Linked DNA regions of Oryza sativa: region 2 is linked to region 1. The links are chromatin contacts, called in public ChIA-PET maps. All regions are on one chromosome and are shown on one strand. The core of a region is the stretch at or near the end of the contact, and the rest is flanking DNA. Distances in the headings are between cores, read along the strand shown.

Region 1 (4,770 bases), core at 1,482-3,981:
GGATGGATCGATCAAAAACCAGAGAACTCCTGGTACAGGAGCGGTGCGCCGGTGGGCAGGTCACGAGCGTGGGGGAAGGCTAGAGTACAAGCCCGGCCGGCCCCCTGTTCCGCGAAGTAAAGGCGGTGCCACACGTGTCGAGTAGCTGCAGCAGGCTAGGCGAGGGTAAGCCATAGCGCGGTAGTAGGAGGGCGAGCTTTGCGTACGACACGGCATGGCCACATCCGAGGAGTCGTCGTGCAACGATGGACTCGACTCGACGGTAATGGCCGGGGCCGTTCTCCACGTCGCGCGCGCGGCGCAGGGTATTCGCTGCACCTGGACCCTGGCATCCCCCCGCGCGTCCGGTAGCCGGCGACACGCGTCCCCATCCGTCCGCCTCCGCGCGCCACGCTCCACCTCAAATCGCAGGGTTTTTCCCCGTATCCACCCAGGCGCCCGCGGGCGTCCCACGCGCTCGTCTCGTGCATGCACGGTTTCGCTCGCTCGCCCGGCCGCTCGCTCGCGCCTCCGCTCTCCACACCGTCCAGTCTCCGCCACCATACCGCGCTGTGGATTGAAAGCGTGGATCGATCGTTCGTCTCGGGAGACCGAGAGCTCGGTGGCGCTCCTATAGGTGCCCGGCGTGCTGCCTCGATCAATCTTGTGTGTTTTATGTGTGCTGGCCTTGCTGGGTGTCCCTTTCGTCGTGCCGCGTCGCATCTTGTGGTTATGCTTTTGAAGGAAACCGACGCGCCTCGCGTGAATACTAACTCGTGTGTTATCAAAGTCATATATCACCTAACGATGACAGATTACTTACCTTTCATGATTGCGAGGTACGTTCATGATTAGAATAACACGCTAAAACACCGAAGATTTTTTTTTAACAAAAAATAAACACCGGTGTTATTAAGAAGATCTAAAATATACCCAGTTGTCGTCAATTCGTGATTATCGACCTTATCAAGATGTTCCATATTTAGGAACGTTGGACAAGCTGACCGGCCAAGTTCAAAAATATTCAGACTAAAATTAATACTTTTTCTGACAATTTTTGTTTGAATTTTACTGATTTTTATTGATAACCGTTCGATCTAGGCCGTGCTTATTATTTGAAGTAAATTTTACAATGCTTTGGAAGATACTGTAATACTGCATTTTCTAGTGTGCGTTATAATTTGATACTCTTAGAACCAAATATTGCAAAATGAAAAACAACTTCCAAGATACCTATCAAGTATGTAAATCTTACTTTCTCTATTTTAAAATATTAGCAAAATTCCCATCCTATTGCTTTGGTATAATACCCATACTTTTTTTATATAGATTTTATTAACTTGATTCAAATAAATATTAAACTATTACATAGTGTATGAAATATTAGGGACTACTCCAGTTTGTAAAATGTGCAAAAGTAATGGTGTGCTGTGGCAGAACTGTCACACCACCACTATTATTTTTTATAGTAGTATAGATAAGCACCTTGTGGTTGTGCACCTGCACAAGAAATGCTTAACAATCTAACCATCGTTTTGCCTACAACAGCTCGTACGCTTATTTGTAAAAAAAAAAAAGAATAATCGAGAAAGTTTTATACGTGTTTTCAGAGACTCGTCAATGCTTGAAAAAAATAAACTACAATGACAAAACATCGAAATCAATATATCACTTTTTTGTGAGAAATAAATAAAAAATTTAGATGAAGCTAATAAGGTTTTTTTAGAAAAAAGGTTTCTTCTTGTAAGGGATGGTCGAGATCAGTTAACATGAGAAAGTATGTGAGAAAATAAATGATGCACGGGTGATTATAATTTGTTTGAGAAAGTAGTTGCGAATGTACAACCTATGTTCTCAGATAAATTTTATGTTTATATTATTGGGTAAAGGGAGTAGTGGGTATCACCAATGTATATGGCAAAAGTGGTCTATATAGATGGGACCTACATAAATAAACTTTAACTATAGCAATCCTCACAATGTATATGGATACAATGTGACTGACATTAGGAGAAGAGAGAGAAGTAGAGATAGATAATATTATTTATGTCATATGGGTAGTCTATATGTATATTGATACCTTTTGCTATTTTCTTTATATGGGCTAGTTGCACAATGTTACTAGATGGCTGAATGGAATAGTTTATTCCCTATGAACTACTTTTGTAGTACATTGTGGATGCCCTGAGATAAAATTGACAAATGTTAAGGAGATATACACTTGGCAAAAATTCAAAAAACAGAATTGAGCATGTTGGGCTATTGACACGTCGAGATTGTCACTGTATGTGTGCATCTACCAATTCAGCCCACCAGTCAAAATTGCACGACATGCCCCTACAGAACCCTCTTTTCTCTCACCTCCACGTAACCCCTCTCGCCTTCCCACTCGGGTCCCACGCGTTACCTAAAAGCGCCAACCGCCGTGACCGTTCCCTGCACCCTGTCTACAAGAGCCATACCTCACTGACATCCCGGCCACACCACCAGGGCGTTCGGATCCCCTCCCTGTGGTTCACCTGCGCCGGGTGCACCACGCCCTTCCTCGAGCCCCGAGATGGAAAGCCGCTCATCGCGAGAGCCACGGGCCGGGCGCCGGCTGATCTGGGCCGTCCACGTCCCTGCCCGCGAGATCCACGTCCGGATACGGGCTCCCGCCCTCGCTGTCACGCATCCGTGCCATCTAAGGACGAACCGACGGCCCGGATGGCTCCTCGGACCTTTCTTCCCCGCGGACGCGGGTATTAATGCCGTTTCGCGTTGCCACGCTCTCACTCTCTTTTGCTCTCTCTGGTGAGGGAAATGAGCAGTGACACAAGCAGGCGGGATCATGCCGCCATGGCCGTGCGGGAGGTCCTCGCCGGCGACAGGAAGGTGGGCACCGTGTCCAGGTCGGCGAGGAGGAGGAGGCTTGAGCTCCGGAGGCTCGGGCGGACGGCGTCGGCGGTGGCGGAGGATGACGCCGCGAAGAGGGTGCGGCCGGCGTCGGACAGCTCCTCCGACTCGTCGGAGTCGGCTAAGGTAGCGCCCGAGCCCACCGCGGAGGTGGCGAGATGGCCGGCGTGCGTGTCGCACGGGGCGGTGTCGGTGATCGGGCGCCGGAGGGAGATGGAAGACGCCATCTTCGTCGCGGCGCCGTTCTTGGCCGCCTCGAAGGAGGCGGCGGTGGAGGGGAGCGGCGTCGCGGAAGAGGAAGGCAAGGAGGAGGATGAGGGGTTCTTCGCGGTGTACGACGGGCACGGCGGGTCCCGCGTGGCGGAGGCGTGCCGGGAGCGGATGCACGTGGTGCTCGCGGAGGAGGTGCGGGTGCGGAGGCTGCTGCAGGGCGGGGGCGGCGGCGCCGACGTCGAGGACGAGGACCGCGCCCGTTGGAAGGAGGCCATGGCGGCCTGCTTCACCCGCGTGGACGGCGAGGTCGGCGGCGCCGAGGAGGCCGACACGGGCGAGCAGACGGTGGGCTCCACCGCCGTCGTCGCCGTCGTGGGTCCCCGCCGCATCGTCGTCGCCAACTGCGGCGACTCCCGCGCCGTCCTCTCCCGCGGCGGCGTGGCCGTGCCGCTCTCCTCCGACCACAAGGTACACACTCCACGCCACGCCCCCACCCGCTCACCTCACCGCCTAACAAAACACATCGCCAAGAAAGCATGCATCAACGGCATGATTACCCCCCCCCCCCCCCCCCTCCAAACCACGCGCTCCAGATCCACACTAATCTAGATTTTGCGGGGTGCAACCTGCAACAGCGAACCCTGCTGCGAATCAGGGACGCGTGGACGTCGTCGTCAAAGCACCACGGTTTCGGGCTTTCCGCGAGATTTTTTTTTTCTCTCGCTCGGGCGGGCCCCGGGGGGGGGGGGGGGGGTGGTGGTTACGTACAGGTGTCGCCCTTGCCGCTCGCTCCCCCCGCGTCGCCTACAACAACAACTACCACCTCTGCTTTTCGTGCGTGCGGGCCGTGTCGAAGCGTCCCCGCTGGCTCGCCTACTCGTCGCTTTTGGTAGCGTACTGTGGCGCCGCTGCCGATACGTACGTGCAAGGCTACATCACCGCGCCCTACTAGCTACCACCACGTACGTTTGCGCCAAAACGGAAGGCGATTTGCGGTGAATTGGAGAGGAGGGTGCGGTGGTGTGGTGTGGGCGTGTGGGACTAGGCCGCCTTGTCACGTTGTGTGCGAATGGGGGTGAATTTGCGGAGACTCTCCTACCTCCCTGGCCGGAGTCGTTGGGGGGGGGGGGGGGGGGGGTAAATGACCAAATCCGGCCTGGAGTACTAATCGTCGCGGAGAGGTGTCGACACGCGCGCGCGCGCGCGCGCACGTACGTACGTGCATTGTGTACGCCATTGGGGCTAGCTGTCGAGTGGTGTAGGAGTGATAGTGCTCTGCTCCTGGTTACCAAGTAGTAGTACCAAGAGTGTGCCGGCAGAGTTTGGATGGCTCAGAGTCAGTTTGGAATAGAACGGATCGGTTTCTGATGCTCTCGCTATCCTTGTGGGCAAAGGCGAGCATCAGCTTTTCCTTGTCCTACCAGGGCTAATCTGCTGATAGCGCGCGGCATGTGTTTCAAGCTTCTTCCTGGTTGTCATTACAGTGATGCTTGAGATGATGGGCAGACAGCAGCATAGGGTCAGGGCATTAATTAGCTAAACTGGGATTATGGCCTCTGGGAAGAGGCAGGCTAATACACATACAACATCCAAGATGATTTATCCTAGCTGCTTAGAGTTGAGAATTGCGGAATCACTGCCTTTTAACTGACAAGTCAGGTCAATGTCTTCGCTAGGCCGTTA
Region 2 (4,680 bases), core at 1,915-4,414, 53 kb after region 1:
CTATCTCCACGCCTAAAAGTTTAAGTTTGCTCTCAAGTAAATGTTTTTCTTCAGTCAAGGTGCTATTTTCAGCTTTTGTTTCAGCAATAGTTGCCTTCAGCTGAGAACATTCAGTACCTAAATTCTGCTCACATGCTTTCAGGTTATCATTCTCCCTTGAGAGCATCAAATTCTCATTCTTTATCTTCTCAATCTCTGATAACAAGGTCTGCACTTCTTTCTCAGCTAGCTGGGCCTTCTCGAGTTGGGATGACAAGAAGGTGCATTTCTCATTTGTTTCTTGTAGCTGATTGCTCAAATCCCCATTCATGTTCTCCAGATCTACTATTGAAATCTTCAGGTCATCTCTCTCTTTTTCAGTAACTTGCTTCTCAACAGACAGTGTCCTAATCTCATTCTCCATGAGTGTTATTGTTTTGTGTGATTCTCCTGCCTCTCTCTCTGTAGTTTCAACCAATAACTTTAGATTTTCATTCTCAGATGACAAATTTGCAACATCCGAACTTAACTCTACCCTTGTAGCTTCTTTATCCTTGATTGCTTTATCCAGTAGGTGCTTCAGATCAGATATTTCCTTTGCTTGTTCTTCTGTGTTTTGTTTCAGCTTCTCAATTTCTGCTTCCAGACTTTCTTCTTTGGCTTCACGATCTTCAACAAGCTTCTGTTTCCAGCCATTTTCTTCACTAAGTGCATCTTCTACCTTTGTCTTAAGATTATTATTGTCTGAGCTGTCTCCCTCGTCGTCTGAATCAGATGAATCCGAATCACTGGAACTGTGCCCAACATTTTCTAGTTTACCAATTAGCTGTTGGTAGTGCTTGTGAAGGTACTCATACTCTTCATGGAAGCCCTTCACAAGGGAGGACAGTTTTGATTTCTTGAAGGCATTTCCAGAATCATCTGAGGGTTCAGTCTTGGCCGATTCATTCTCCTCGCCTATCATCCGTAGAATGTTTTCCACATTATCATCAACACCTGTGGGAAAACCAAAACATAAACTCATTTCAGACAACAAATGGCTAGGGGAGTTTATTGATTACAGTACAAGCCAGAGTTATTCTAGAAGAACTAAAATATAGCGGTTTTCATCAGGAATGAATGAGAAAATACACAAGCCTTATGAGCGTGCTACTGATGTTTGAATTATGTTAGGGATCATCCAACCGGAACGACATAAGATCAACAGGAATATTACATTTGAGAAACGCCTAGGGGTCTTCCGGCTAGCTCCACAAGGTGGTGGGCTAGACGATCTAGGTTCGAAACCTCACCCCTTCTAATTATTTGATATTAGGTCATTCCCTAATATTCGCGTCTTTAACAGGAATATTACATTTACAAGAATAATTTGGTATATATAGGAGCAAATTGCAAATTGTGATCCAAGCACAAGAACCTATATAACAAATTGATTTGAGTTAAATACTTGTCAAGAGAATACCTTTTTTGTTCTCCAGAAGATGTTTGGATTTCCTAAGTTTGTGTTTCTTCGTCATGTCGAACTGCTGAATATTCTTATAATGGCAACAAATGGTATTTGCTTGCAGAGGAGATGATCTAGTCAAAATTGATCATACTTGAGGTGATATGATGCTCTAGCCTCTAACTCCAGATTATGTTTTATTCGTGAACGAGAGAAGCCCCTGAGTGAACTGTGTAAAGAGCATAAGAATATGATCAGTAAGGCGCCTAATCGTATAATCCCAGAGAAGAGCTCACCAGAACAGCAAAAAGAATTTTGACAAGAAACTATTTGAAGATTATGTGAAAAACATTGAAGCACTTAGCAAAAAAAGAAAGACGGTATAGAGTAGAATTGATTATCCAACTTCTTTGAAAGGGCACCAGGATCGTGCACTCTTAGTTTTGACAGACAAATGGTTGAAACATCGAAACGATAAGGTCATCTGATGATGGATATGCAAGCTGCATTCTGGAAGGTTGGGAAAAATTTCTGGGATTTCATTTACAGCCATTAAAATTTACTAAATTTGTTGTCTTTGCACTTATGCAATTATTATACACGTGAATCATATCTATGATGCAGCACAAAATGTTTAAGTAGCATATCAAGCATAATCTCACTGAACCATAAAAAGGGATATGATCTATAGAGACTAAGGTAGGGTTTCAGCCTGTCTTTTTTCTTTAGAAAAGAACAACATTTTATCTAATGTCTAAATATTAGAAACATAACTACTACTAGTTAACTACCCCCTCTGTTCTCGAGTAGCTGATCCTTTTGACTGTTGTTGTCTCACTTTGACCATACATTATTTTTAAATGGTTATATTTTGATGAGTGAAAATTGTGTGGTTATACTGGATGTGTTTTATGAACCCTTCAAAAGAGCACTACAACCATATGATCGTTCATATTCTCTACTGTAACCTTGAGCTAATAATTCTGAAATATGGTTTTAGATTCTGTAAAATCCGTCCTCAAGGTTTCTTGTAACGGTCAATTTCGTTATTACGGGATGATGGTGGTGGGTCCCACGTAAAGAACCACTACTCAAGAACACTGAGCTCAATAATACAAATACTGAGCTGAAGATGGAGTAGTACAGTATCAAGGAAGAAACCTAAAAAAATCAAAAGGGTAAAAGAATAACCAATGGCTAGAATGCAAACAGAGAAGAACAAGGCCAATCTGCCATCTCTACGACTCTCTTTACCACTTGACGCATCAACAACACCCCATATCACAAAGGACCCTTTACCCAACCAGTAGTACACACTAGTACTGAGCAAGAACTGATCAATCAAGAAAGCAAAAAAAAAAGAAAAGGAAAACACACACACACAGAACAAATCAACAAACGTACCAAACGAAATGCCTCCTCCTCTCTGTCCACAACCGCTCCTTGAATCTGAGCTGAGATCTGAAGAAGAAGAAGAAGGAAGAATTATTTAAGGGTGATCAAGAAACGGATTGCAACCAAGAAAGAGAAGCAAACCGAAGCTGATAAAGCCAAGAGGCGTTTCTGATAAAGCCAAGAGGCGTTTACCTGCCTGAAGGATGAACCGCTCGTTTGTCTTGATGAAGCCAAATAAAAGCTAAAGATTGCAGTGGCGGCGGCGGCGGCGGCGGCACGCTGATCGCTGCCTACTTCTACTGGTGGAGTAGACTCTAATGTGTGGGCAGGAATTAGAAAACGCATCCGGAGGAGAAGTGAACAACGATTTGTCCTTTTGAGCATTCCCCCCAGATGCTGCATCGACCCGAAAGCGCCCCTTGTTTCCGTACCTTATTACGGGAAATGCCACTGAACCCAAGTGAATCCCAAACAGTGCTCCCGCCAATCCAAACGCGGAGATGGACACGCGGAGCGGTCACCGCCATGTGGGGCCCAGGAGCTGTGTGGCCTGAGCTGGCGCGTGCGTGGGAGCCAGCTAAGCAGGGTGTCCGTCCTTTCTTGTCTCGTCCTCGCGGTGACGTGGCGTTTTCCGGCTTCGGGTTCCCGCCTTCATGGCGGGAAGGCGGTCTCAAGGCGAGGATCCTCTGCATCAAGCCGTTGCGTTGCATCCGACTTCATAATAATCAGATGCTCTAGATGAATCGCTAAACTCGCTATTGTACAGATATCCTTCTAATAATCGTTACGAGATCGATGTGACAAGTTGCAAAAAAAACAATTCGGTTTAGAAAACAAAATGCAATTTTGTGGCTGTACTAATTTCTGTGTGGTGGTAGCACAATGTGCAGCAGTATTACTGTATTGCACGTCATGGAATCCATTGTTGTTTTGCTTGGCACAGAAGATCATTGCTGGGAGAAGAGCTGTGCGTGGTGGGGGCTGACGAGGACGGCATGCCTCCTGGCTTGAATTTGATTGGCGCTCTGCGGGGTTTTTTTTTTTTTTCTGTTCTTGTTGTCTCCTCCGGTCCTCCACGAGGAATCATTTTTCTCGCGGATTCAATTCCGCGGCATCAAATCGAAACTGCGTTACGATTAGTTCACCGAGGGCGGTGACAAAACGGTTATGTGTAGATTAATCGCTTCTTTAACTGAAGATCAGTTTCATAAATTCGCATGTGGAGCCTGCAGTGACGGCGCCAACAGAGAACGGGACATTCTGTGACCGCATCAGCGATGAAACTGATCTCTGACGTTGACGATTGATTTTTTTTTTTTTTGGCAATGCTACTGCGCAGTATTTGTATTACTACTTGGTTGCGTCATCCGCCACTGAGATCATGCGTTCTTACGTAAACATGCCAAAATTCATATTATCTTTTGGAAAAGCAAATCCTCCTTCTATCATGCATTCTATACGCAATTCGTTCGTGGTTTTGACAAACCGGCTCTAGTCAGTCTTCAGAGTTACAATTCAAGCTAAAAACTAAGGCCGTGTTTAGTTCACCCCTAACTATCCTAAACTTTTTAACTTTTCATCACATCATATCACATCAAAAATTTTCCTACACACATAAACTTTTAACTTTTTTTCCAAACTCCTAACCTTCCCCAAACTTCCAACTTTTTTCAGGAACTAAACACACTCTTAAACTTGACATCAGAACAAATTCTTTGGACGGTGGAAGAACTGCAAATTTTCGGTTCAGATCCAATCCGAGCCCAGATCTCCCGCCATCTCGCTCATGATCGAACAGAACAGGCACTGACCTGTAGCGGAACTTGAGGACAGATTCGTTTTCTGAAAGGCTTTAAACTTCA

The links. ChIA-PET counts read pairs in DNA pulled down with a chosen protein or histone mark.
Region 2: an RNA polymerase II ChIA-PET map of leaf shows a contact between it and region 1, with 6 times the contacts expected there. The contact joins the promoter of LOC4324184 here to the promoter of LOC4324182 in region 1. A contact is called at or near these places in 2 of 15 Hi-C or Micro-C datasets (leaf and an unstated tissue) and 3 of 4 datasets of contacts at active chromatin or transcription factors (leaf and seedling).

What each region holds. Positions count from the first base shown.
Region 1 is chr1:27,232,497-27,237,266 of ASM3414082v1, forward strand. LOC4324182 (probable protein phosphatase 2C 8) reads left to right here and starts at 2,732. Exons shown (of 3, transcript NM_001428062.1): 1 at 2,732-3,555. The coding sequence starts at 2,782.
Region 2 is chr1:27,285,250-27,289,929 of ASM3414082v1, forward strand. LOC4324184 (COP1-interactive protein 1) reads right to left here and starts at 3,165. Exons shown (of 3, transcript XM_066312168.1): 1 at 3,011-3,165; 2 at 2,828-2,884; 3 at 1-975. The coding sequence starts at 943. It overlaps LOC136357203 (a long non-coding RNA gene), which reads left to right. Exons shown (of 2, transcript XR_010742387.1): 2 at 1,548-2,319.